3 separate regions of the Zea mays genome follow, and all the other regions are linked to region 1. Evidence: chromatin contacts called from public Hi-C data. All regions are on one chromosome and are shown on one strand. The core of a region is the stretch at or near the end of the contact, and the rest is flanking DNA. Distances in the headings are between cores, read along the strand shown. Region 1 holds the start of LOC100382839. Region 2 has its middle 85 kb from the start of LOC100304398. Region 3 has its middle 15 kb from the start of LOC109939473.

Region 1 (3,565 bases), core at 884-3,383:
TTATTAAACTAACAGACAAGAAGGTTAATAATAATTACTTATATTAGATGTAAACAGGCGGAATACGTACAATCAACAATAAACACAATCATTAATCTGCTTATAGATAAAAGAAATTTGTAAACCCAGCTGAGCCAACACGTATTCATTAATTTAGTGTAATGGGGAGAGGGAATCAAGGCAGAATTAAGAAAAAAAATATATGTTATTCATGAATTGAATAAATATCTTATTTTATTTTGACAAGAATTTGTGGCGCAGTATTCTACTAATAGCAAAGTGAGAGGCCTTCTTTTGGTGTTTGTCCCCATCCATTTGGCTGTTAATTCCCTTCAAGGATGAGGCAAAGTGAGAGAATATTTGATAGCATGGCAGCAACAGGGACAGATGAGGGATAGAATGCCAAGATGGGGCCAAACAAAGTCTTGGCAGTGCGAATACCCTTCTGTTATATGAGGAAAGGAAGGCGACAAGGGAGGCAGCAGGCAGCAGACAAGACGTGTGAAATTATAGTTCTCGGTAGATTTTCTGGATGCAGCGAGCATATATATAGGTTAAACAGCTAGCTTAGTGTACTGATCCAGCTGAACTTTTCTTTTTAAAAAAACAAAATACGTACGTGCAAGGATTTGCTTGCAGACTGTCTCGCCTCAGCTATTGTTGCACATATAAATATATATATAGTACATATGTATGTAGCTTAGGTCTGACTCTGATTTTGTTTACGCTTTAGATCATCAAAGACTTCTCAAAAGAAGGAATAAGCTATCCCATAAATACAGCAGCTGCTTATTAAATGCTCCGGAAAAAAGAAAACCGATATGGCATGGGCACACTCCGAAAAGAGGGCGAAAAAGAAAGGGATAAGCGCGACGATTGAATTGAAGGAAAGAAAAGAAAGGGATTCTTGGCAAGTTGATCGGTGAAAGTTGCAGGAGAGGATGTCATGGTCTCTTCGTTCACTTATGGCTCGGAGTGGGACACACAGTTTCAACTAGCATGCACAGTACACTCGTGGTTATTCATGCATCTTGGATTTCGATGCGCCCATGCAATTAATCGAATCAAAAGTACATGGCTGTATGCATGCATGTGTGTAGGAGTATGCTTTTGTGCCATTTGGAGGAGGAACACGCAGGGATGTAGGGAAAAGGAACAAAGAGAATTTTCTTGGAATACATGGCTACTAGTAGAGTAGTAGTAGTCTGGCTAATAATGGAGAGAAGAAGGCATATGGCAGCTGTTTTTTTTTTTTTGAGATCTTATTGGCTAGTACAAGTATAGATGTATATTAGTATATGTATTATTCTTGTAGATCGGTGAGCCAACGACAGCAGGACATGGGCGTGCCATGATTGGCATCCTTATTGCAAACAGACGTGATCACGCCAAGCGTATCCTGGATGATACATGCAAGCCGCCGTGTAGTAGACTTGCTTGTGTATCAGTATGTCGGAACGGATAATCACAGATCGTACAGCTACTTTCTCATTAAAAAAAAATCTTTGATTGGCATAACATAAAGGATTATTTGAGGGACCAATTCAATCATTAGTCATCAGGAACACATAACATAATAACAGATCAGAACCCAAAGAGAATAATTAATAGCGCTCTCACACAGCAGGGGGGATTAATTCAAAAACCCAAGAGGAAGGGAAGGGAAGGGAAGGAAGGAAGAAGAATTCGCTGCGCAATTAAGGACTTGGCAAGGGGAAAAGCTCGATCATATCAATCTTGGCCAGAAATCAAGGACAGGAACAAGCAAGTTATATTAGCATGTGTAGGCGCCGTCGTCTTACATACCGGGAAGGTCCCAGGGCTCGCACTTGTTGAGATCGACGTCGACCATGGTGGGGCAGCCGTAGATGCTCACCACCACAGGGCCTCCGCCGCCGCCGAGCTTCTTGGCCAGGTAGTCCAGCACGAGCTCGTCGTCGCGCGGGTGGAACCTGAACCCCGGAGGCAGGCTGGCCTCCACCATGCTCAGCGACTTGATGGCCATCATCGGCGTCGTCGCGGAGCTATATATATATATACAGCTCTCAAGAACGACCTCGCTCACCGGCGCGCGGCAGCTACGTACAGGTGTGGAGCTGCTTCTACTCCTCCTCCTCCTTCTCCTACCCCTGTATCATAGAAGAGAAATTAAGAAGAAGCTGGAGAGCGGCGAGAGGCGGGCGTTATATAACAGGAGGAGCCCGCGCTGCCGCTGCTGTACGTGGTCAACTTCTGCGGATGCCCTTCTAGTTCTAGAGCGCGTGAGAGAGAGGGCCAGATCGGGGGCTAGCTAGGAGAGAGAGAAAGAGAGAGACTTTTCTTGGGTAGTGTGCCGAAGCCAGGTGGCAGGCTTTGTTAGGCGCGCGGTGAGCTCAGACGGCGATATGTGCATGGTGTCATCATGCTCACTCAGTCATTCCCGCGCTGCTGATGCACGAGCGCGCGTACATACATACATACATACAATACATGCTATGCATTACGTGCAGAGCGGCGGCATGGCCATGCCTCCGACCCCCACCTAATTAATCACCTAACCGCAGATGAAGGCCGACCGATTAGTATCTCCGTCGATCTTCGCTTCGCCGGCCTAATCGATCCGAGAGACGAATTCACTACTCATTGTTCATCTCCGCCACACGGCACACACATGCATGTGTGTACAATTCAGCATGTGGCTGTTGTGCACTCACAAAGTCCGATCCATCCATCCAGGGAATAATGGACGCGTCCACTCACCACTGCACGTATTTATGTCTGTATACGCAGCAAAAAGAACTACTACTATCTCTACTATACCATAAGGGTACAACGAGGGCGTCCACACACCGTGGCGCCCCCGCCTCCACCCGCGCGTCCGCGCCCCTGCCTCCCCTCACTGTGCGTCCGCATTCGCTGATTCCGCCGCCTCCTCCTCCTCCCCTGTGCCCGAGATCTCGCATCCGCTCCAACTATGGAAGGCCACCACGCGCCATGCCCAGCCATCCTCGGATTCCGCTACCCCATCCTCGGATTCCAGGCGTCGTCCACCCCGCGTGCCCCCGCGCGACGACCCCGTTCCTCGCGGCTTCAGCGCCGCGACCGCCGTGCCATCCCCACCCAGCAGCCATCTGCAACCCCAGTCCCATGACTGCCCCCGCCTGAAGACCCAATTCCCCGCGACTTCGGTGACGCGACCATCACGCCATCCCCACCCATCCGCAACCCCGCTCCCTCGCCGCGCCATCCCCACCCATTCCCTGCCGCCCCTCACGTGATCACCCATTCGCGACGGCAAGGTGCACAGCTCCTACGGGCTCCGCCATCAACACCATGGATACACTCCAAGAGGCCCCTTCAGGTGAGCTTCAGTTTCTCCACGGGCAACGGATCTTGATCGGCCTTAGCAGCTTAGGCTAACTACAGCGGGCCCCTCTCCTTCCCCCTCAGCTCCATTAGAGGCTACAGCTGCCCTCTACACTATACAATTGCCTTCCATGCCTTTTGTTCATGTGATTAGGTTGCATATCCTAGCAGGCTAGCACGCCAATGTGCTACAAACGCTTTCGCCCAATGTTAGGATGCG
Region 2 (3,665 bases), core at 408-2,907, 270 kb after region 1:
ATATAAGGCGACCACTTGTGTAAATAGAGGCGGTTGTGTTAAGTGGCCCGCCTCCTTTAAACAATACACTGAGCCGGACACATATTAAGAAAACCCGCCTATGTTAATATAGATTAATAGAGGCGGGTTTTTTCTAAGACAACCGCCTTCGTTTTTAAATTGCCTGCCTCTATTAATCAATGCCTATAGAACATCCTAGCCACCTTCTTGTTATAAATATGCCCTAGAGATAATCATAGAGATGGAACATATTTCTTTGTATTCATGATATATATATTGCTTAATTCTATGGTTATTATAAATGGTGTCCTTGGTCAGAGTCGATGACTAGCATATGTATTAGTTGATGACTATATTTCATAAGTCATAGACATTTAGATGTCAAACTAATAATGTGGGCGCATGTATGACATGACGCTGGACCGACCCAACGTGAGAAATTGTAATATAGTTCTCTTTTTGCAACATGTACATTGTGCACTTAGACCTGAGATTGTCTCATATTCTCAAGATGTGAACTGGCCTACTTAGGGATTGTCAAACGCTACTCTGTAACTGGGTAATTATAAAGGTAGTCTTGGATTTGTCAGGAACCATGTTGTGAGGCATGGTCAGTCAAGATGAAATTTGTCCCCCTCTTCTTGAGAGAGATATATTTGGGCCCATAGAGTGATTGGAACAAGAAATGCATGGCCATACTAGGGTTGAGTGTTAACCTTGAAAGGATTTTAATTCATAGTATCGAGAAAGAGAGGTCAGCTTAGAGCCAAAACAAATATCGTGAGACAAAGGGAACAATATGTACATAATGTTGTAATTGTTCGTCTGATATAATATTTACGTGCGTATAGGAGTTGACACGTCTTGCTAGAGGACGTTGTCAATTAATGGGTCAAGTACGAGTACTCGGACTATGTCTATGTGTACGTGAACATATATGGTCACACACTTAACGGGAAGAAGCCTAACTCGGATTGGATCCAAAATTAGACTGGGTGTTAGTGTTGCTGATAGGCCTTGGAGTCAGAAGCCCACAAGAACACCTATATAATGAGGAGCGGAGCATGCTTAGGGTTAACTCTAATTCGCGACCAGCAAACCAGCAGTTGCACCTCTCTGTACACGGCGCTTCCTCTGGATACCTAAAAAATTTAGAGGTCTCTAATTTAACAGCTCGCTTTTTTTATAGCACGTAGCAGAAACCAAAATCCCAGTCTGGATCGAGACATCAGGAGTTTCTGGCGTGTTTGCAGGCTCAAAGATTAAAAAAAACTTCAAGGCCTGGTAAGGCCCATGTCTGTAAAAGGCCAGCAACACTTGCGGCCTCCATGCTCGTCCCCTCCTGGGCTATTTTGGCGAGGCTCAAAACAGCACGCTTAATTAACGCTCGTCGTGACTCGTGACCAGTCACGGTCACACTAACAAATCCGCGAAGCTAGCTCAGGCACGTCGGTCGTACGTACGTACGTAGCTCGTAGTAGAATGAAGGAAACACTCGGTCGGTCCAGCGTGTGGTGTGGAGCAGCGTCACGCGTCGTCGTACGTACTCACTGCGCTAGCTAGCTAGCTAGGTGCACAGCATGCGCCGTACGTACGCGTACACGGTACGGTCGTCACGTACGCAACTGTACATGTTACCTGGCAGAGAGTGGCATCACGCACGCATGCAGCCTGCAGCATGGGACATAAAACTATTTAGCCAGCGGTGGTGCAGTGCAGTGCAGTGCAGGCCGGGGGGAGCGGGGCCTCCGTTTGGCTCATCGATCTCACCGGAGGCGACATAACACTGTGCATATCGCCAGCAGTGAGCGGGCCGACGGAAGCCGCCGAGCATATATGCATGGCTTCGCCTTGGGCTTGGCTTGTCACGAACAAGAGCTGCCTCCTGATGATCCAAGTGTACTATGCTGCGCTGCTGGCTGTGCTGTAGATGTGTAGGGCTGGGCGGCTGGCGATCGATCGATCCTGTGGCCTGCTGTCCTCGGCATGTGAGATCCAATGCGGCCGCTGAGTTTCCTACCGGATCGATCGAGAGCGTATCACATCCGCATGTGACTGACAGGAGGACAGCCACAGGAACGAACGCAGGGAAGCCGGGCTGGGGGACCACGCCACCATGCCATTGCTTGCTTGCATTTGGCACCCGCGTGGTTCGGTTCCTCTAGTCATCCACGGCCTCCGAACCACCGGCTAGGCTCGCCCTGCCCATCCATGATCCACTTGGACCCCGGAAATCGACCACGACCAGCCGCGCCAACCAACCTGGCACACTGGAGCATGCATGCGGAACGCGCGCGCGCCGAGACGGGGGGGCCGGTGGAGGATCACATGCGTATACGCCTATGCCTATACGGGGAACGGTAGTCGAAGCGGGCCAAGGATGGATCGGGGATTTCTGCCGGAAACACAACAACACCGTGCGGGCCGAGGGATCGGGGGAAGCCAGCGGCAGCGGCAGAGGCAGAGGCAAGCCACAGCTGCCTGCCTCCCTGCACTGCACACTTGGCTCTGGCTGGCTGGCCGCCGGCCTCGATTACAGACAGACAGGCCGGTCCAGTGAGCTAGGAGAGCAAGGAACTTAGGTAGCGTTTGGTTGAAGAGCCAAGTAGAACGGAACCGTTCTGTCCAAGTTTTGTTGTTGTTTGGTTACAAAGTAACTAGAACGGAATGACTCCAATTAGGGAATATTCTCCTCAGATCCGGAACCATTCCGCTCCAAAAAATCAATGGGACGGAGCCGCTCCGTTCCAATCCCGCTCTCACAGTCACGCTCCGTTCCGTTCACTCTACAACCAAACAAAAAACAGAACTGCTCCGTTCCAGATTACCAAACACAGAACAGAGCGGCTCCGTTCCTAGAATCAGGGATGGAACGGCTCCGTTCTACTTAGCTCTTCAACCAAACACTACAAGGGCGGCCACATGGCTCGAGTGGCCACGGATGCCTACCTAGCCTATGCGTCTAGGGCGTGTATATCATATGGTCTCCGCTCTCCGCCAGTGTACATGTACCAGAATCCGAATCCACAGGATAAAAACAAATGCCGTGCGCTTGGATCCATCAGGCCTCCGCTGAATCGGGCACGTTCAGTTGAAAAAAAATAATATATGTATTATATTTATCGACTGGCGCTCCAAGGCTAGCCTAGCTATACATCCTACGGTTTGCATGCAGAACGGACAGCAGCCTCATCATGCCATCAGGCCGGCCGGCTGCTCTGTACTGTACTTACTTATCTCGCGGTCTCCAAACGTCGTGTTGTGTATGTGTATGTGTGTGCACTCATTCACCTGCGCCAAAACCTGGTAGGTCATATGCATCTACCCATGTGGGGGTCCGAATTTTTTGCATTTTGATCCTTCATTCGAAAAAAATTCACGTTTGGACCCTAGAAAATTTTAATGTCATTTTTGGACCCTTTACTCGGCGCCGTAGCCTATGGCGCCGAGGTAACACAGCTCGGCGCCATAAGCTATGGCGCCGAGGTACGTGCTGCGTTGGCACAAACGGACATCGTGGCGCCGACGTGGTACCGAGCTCGGCGCCATAGATCTTGGCGCCGAGCTCCGTTCTGTACAAAAAACTTGTCTAGCTCAGTTGGTAAAATACAAGGCTCTTATACTTATGGTCGTGGGTTCGAGCCCCACGCTGTGCTCACCGGATA
Region 3 (3,630 bases), core at 163-2,662, 280 kb before region 1:
GGCCCTTGTAACTTCTGATTTATAGACAGTTTGAAAGCGGTCACTGTAGCAAAGCTGTAGAATTACACTAAGTGCATAAATTTGATTAAGTTACTCAGCCCTAAAACCATATGGAACTGTTTGTAAACCTTGTTCCAAAGTGGAATGTTTAATCCAAAGTGGAATGTTTAATCCTAGAATTTAAGAACCTCAGTTTTTGCAGTGTGAAGCCACTTTGGAGGCTTGTTAATAGCTAATCTATACAGTTCTAGACCAAGGTTACTGTAACAAAGTGGAAGACCACATATTGGTGTGTACGTTTGGTAAAGAGTCCTACCCCTAAAGTCATTTAGAACTGGTAGTAACAGTGGTCCAAAGATCCAATGTCTTAATCTGGATATCAAACTTAGTACAATTTCAGAGGCTGAATTTGTGTGTTCGGTACAACTTTGGGGGTTCTTTGTGAGATATCTATGAGGTATTCAGCTATACTCTTAGTAGAAAATTTGAAGAGCATACATTAGTGACAAGGTTTTTTAAGGGAAGGTGGCTTGGTACTACATAAAAAGGAGAATAAAGCTTGCTTGAAAGAGGGCTGTCAGGTGTTATTATTGCCTGACTTCAGACATCAGTAACCATGACAGTGAGTTCTTGGTCACTTTGGGGCCCTGTAGATGTTGATCAATAATGTTTTGGATCAGGGTGCTTGTGTCAAGTTGGTAGTACATAGTAAGGAGAACAAACTTCTTATAGGTTGTAAGGCTTGGTACTACACCAAAATCAAAAAGAAATCGATGCTAAGATGGACTGGCAGGTTGTAGTAACTGAATTTTGTTCGGTAACTGAAAAACTATATGGCAGTGTGTGGTGTCTAGTTTGGAGCTCTTGTGCTCAATTAGTGTAGTTTTTGGCTGAAGTTTCTATAGTAAGTTGGTCGACTATAGGAAGGAGAACAAGTCTCTAGGAGTGTTGGATCTCGTACTACACAAAATTGTGCGTTGTGTGCTCTCAATTCTGCCTTGTCAGACATGAGGGGTGCAGCTCTGGTTCAGTAGACTGTAGATATGGTTCAGTGTTTTTCTCCAGATTTGGAGCTTTCTGGTGAATGATTGGTGAGATTCTGGTTCATAGTATCTTTAGCAAAAAGTTAGGGGGTTAGTGGGTGAACAAAGTTCATTAAAGATGGTTCCCCTGTTGTTGTTTAATTCTAGGAGAAAAAAGTGGTGAACTTGGTATAGGAGTCGACCTGAACATGTTCAGACGTGAGCAAAAATATCTGCAAGGAAATATCCCTCTCCACTACCGTTTCTACTGGTTTCCAGGGGGTAGTAAATGGATGAGGCCAGGGCTTGGACAGGGCGGGATCACCTGAGGTTGGCTTTGCTGCACCAAGGATAAGAATGGAGAGGAGGGTTCAAGCCAGTTACTGTCTGTCTATCTGTTGGCTTGATGTCCAGAGGGGGTTTGGCCGCAGCTGCTGCCTCCCTGTGCCCCTGCCCTACGTGGTGGCCATGCAATAGAAGTGTACAACATGTTAACTTTATATCCCCTGCTAGGTTCAACTCTGATCGCAACAAACCAAAGGATGGGATGACTTGCTATGGTTTTTGAGGTACAAAGAGAACCCTGCTGTGCTTCTATTATTTCCCTAGCTGGTTCATCGTGTACGGGAAATTGTCAATAAGCCAAAGTCGAGGGGCTTATTTGCTCTTGTCAGTGTCACGGGTATACAGTGCGCGGGACGCAAGTCTGAAATATTCGGGCGCGGGGTTCCCTACTGAAAGGGAAATATGCCCTTAGACCATTTCTATATTATTTTGGTGATTAAATGTTCAACACATTGAGTTATGACTTTAATGAGCTAAGAGTTAAATAGATGCAAATGGAAAAATAAAGGTATGATTCTAACACTTAGTAAATTGTTTTTGGTACTAACTATGTTCTACTAAGTGCTAGAAAACTTCTCAAATCAAGAAAAATTCAAAGGGAGAAGTTTGGCTAAGTTTAGCCAAATCTGCACCAGCCTGTGGTGCATCGGACTGTCCAGTGTGCACCGGACAGTGTCTGGTGCCTAGGTTGGCGCGCTCAGCGAACTGGCCGCTCTCAGGAAAAACTCAGGGCGTCACGACTATAATTCACTGGACTGTCCAGTGTGCTAGCTACGTGCCCAGCTAACGTCGACCGCGCGATCAGCGGGTGACACGTGGCTCTGCCAACGGTCAGAAGGTTGCACCTGATTGTTCGGTGTGCCACAAGACCAGTGGCTGGCAACGGTCAGCTTCGCCAGAAAAGGAAAGAAACCAGGCACTGTTCACTGTCCGGTGATGCACCAAACTGTCCGGTGCGCCCACGGACAGAATGCAACCAGAGCCTTCCAAATAGAACTCAAACGACTCCTAGCTCCCTTGGGGCTATAAAAGGGACCTCTAGGCGTGGAGCACTACACCAAGCATCCATTGAACATCCTACAACACCTAGACTTCGCAAGCACTCATTCGATTCATTGATATAGAGATTTGAGCATTTCTTTGAGTTGTAACTCCACTGCGTTGTTTTGTGTGCTCAGTTCTTGACTTGTGTGCGTGTTGTTGCTGCGACTCTAGTTCTTGTGTGTGTTTCTATTCCCTCCCTTACTCTTGTGGTTCTTGTGATGAATCTTGTAAGGGTGAGAGACACCAACTTGTGGAGATTCCTCACGAAGGGAATACTTGAGAAAAGGAAGAAAACCATTGTACTCAAGTTTGATCTTTGGATCACTTGAGAGGGATTGGGTGCAATCCTTGACCGAAGGAGGTCACCACAATGTGGAGTAGACATTGACCGAACCATGGGATAAAATCACCATGTCACTTGTGCATCTTTCTATCGTGATTATTTTCTTCCATAGAGTTCTCACTTATTCACTTGCGCTATTGTTCCTAAGTTCAATACATATCCTAAATGAACAATCAAGTGAAGAGTTCTCTTCTCTCTATTCATATCACCTTGGTTTTAATCCCACTAACATTTATTATAAACAAAGTTTGTGTTGTTTAGACTTGATTTTTACAGGATCACCTATTCACCCCCCTCTAGGTGCTCTCAATTGGTATCGGAGCCGTACTCTTCATTCAGGGACTAACCGTTTGAAGAGATGGATCATAAAGACAAGGGAATGGTGATCAACGACAAGGAGAAGGAGACTCTCTATGTTGATGAGCTAAAAGGTGACAAGCCCACCGACTCAGGCTCAAACAACAAGAAGAAAGATGGGAAGAAGAAGAGGCGCTTCAAGAAGATCATCTACTATGAGAGCAAAGCCTCCTCTTCTTCACCAAGGGATGACGATGACAACGACTTGTCCATGAAAAAGAAAAAGGTTAATCAAAATTATTCATTTGATTATTCTCGCATGCCATACAATTCAAATGCACATTTATCGTCTATTCCACTAGGTAACCCCCCACTTTGATGGAGATGACTACTCTTTTTGGAGTCATAAAATGCGTAGTCGTTTATTCTCTCTCCATTTGGGAAATAGTTGAAAATGGAATGCATTTTGATAGTTGTGATAATCTCGTATTTGTTCATGAGCAAATTCATAAGAATGCCCAGGCTACTACTGTGTTGCTAGCATCTCTATGTAGGGATGAGTACAATAAAGTCAGCGGC

The links. Hi-C and Micro-C count contacts between places; a contact is called where the count stands out from the background.
Region 2: a Hi-C map of leaf shows a contact between it and region 1, with 7 times the contacts expected there. The contact joins the enhancer-like site here to the promoter of LOC100382839 in region 1. A contact is called at or near these places in 17 of 25 Hi-C or Micro-C datasets (bundle sheath, ear, endosperm and 6 more) and 1 of 3 datasets of contacts at active chromatin or transcription factors (leaf).
Region 3: a Hi-C map of ear shows a contact between it and region 1, with 2.6 times the contacts expected there. The contact joins the enhancer-like site here to the promoter of LOC100382839 in region 1. A contact is called at or near these places in 2 of 25 Hi-C or Micro-C datasets (bundle sheath and ear).

The regions. Positions count from the first base shown.
Region 1 is chr5:44,888,741-44,892,305 of Zm-B73-REFERENCE-NAM-5.0, forward strand. It overlaps LOC100382839, which reads right to left and starts at 2,134. Exons shown (of 3, transcript NM_001175536.1): 1 at 1,807-2,134. The coding sequence starts at 2,008.
Region 2 is chr5:45,162,139-45,165,803 of Zm-B73-REFERENCE-NAM-5.0, forward strand. No RefSeq gene overlaps it. Among protein-coding and RNA genes, the nearest start is that of LOC100304398, 85 kb to the right of the region's middle. Within about 2 kb of position 1,658, at least 17 of the 20 cell types and tissues checked have an H3K27ac peak or open chromatin away from gene starts, as enhancers often do. A contact at or near this core is called in ear, leaf, leaf mesophyll and 3 more, where this site is marked.
Region 3 is chr5:44,606,454-44,610,083 of Zm-B73-REFERENCE-NAM-5.0, forward strand. No RefSeq gene overlaps it. Among protein-coding and RNA genes, the nearest start is that of LOC109939473, 15 kb to the right of the region's middle. Within about 2 kb of position 1,413, at least 4 of the 20 cell types and tissues checked have an H3K27ac peak or open chromatin away from gene starts, as enhancers often do. A contact at or near this core is called in ear, where this site is marked.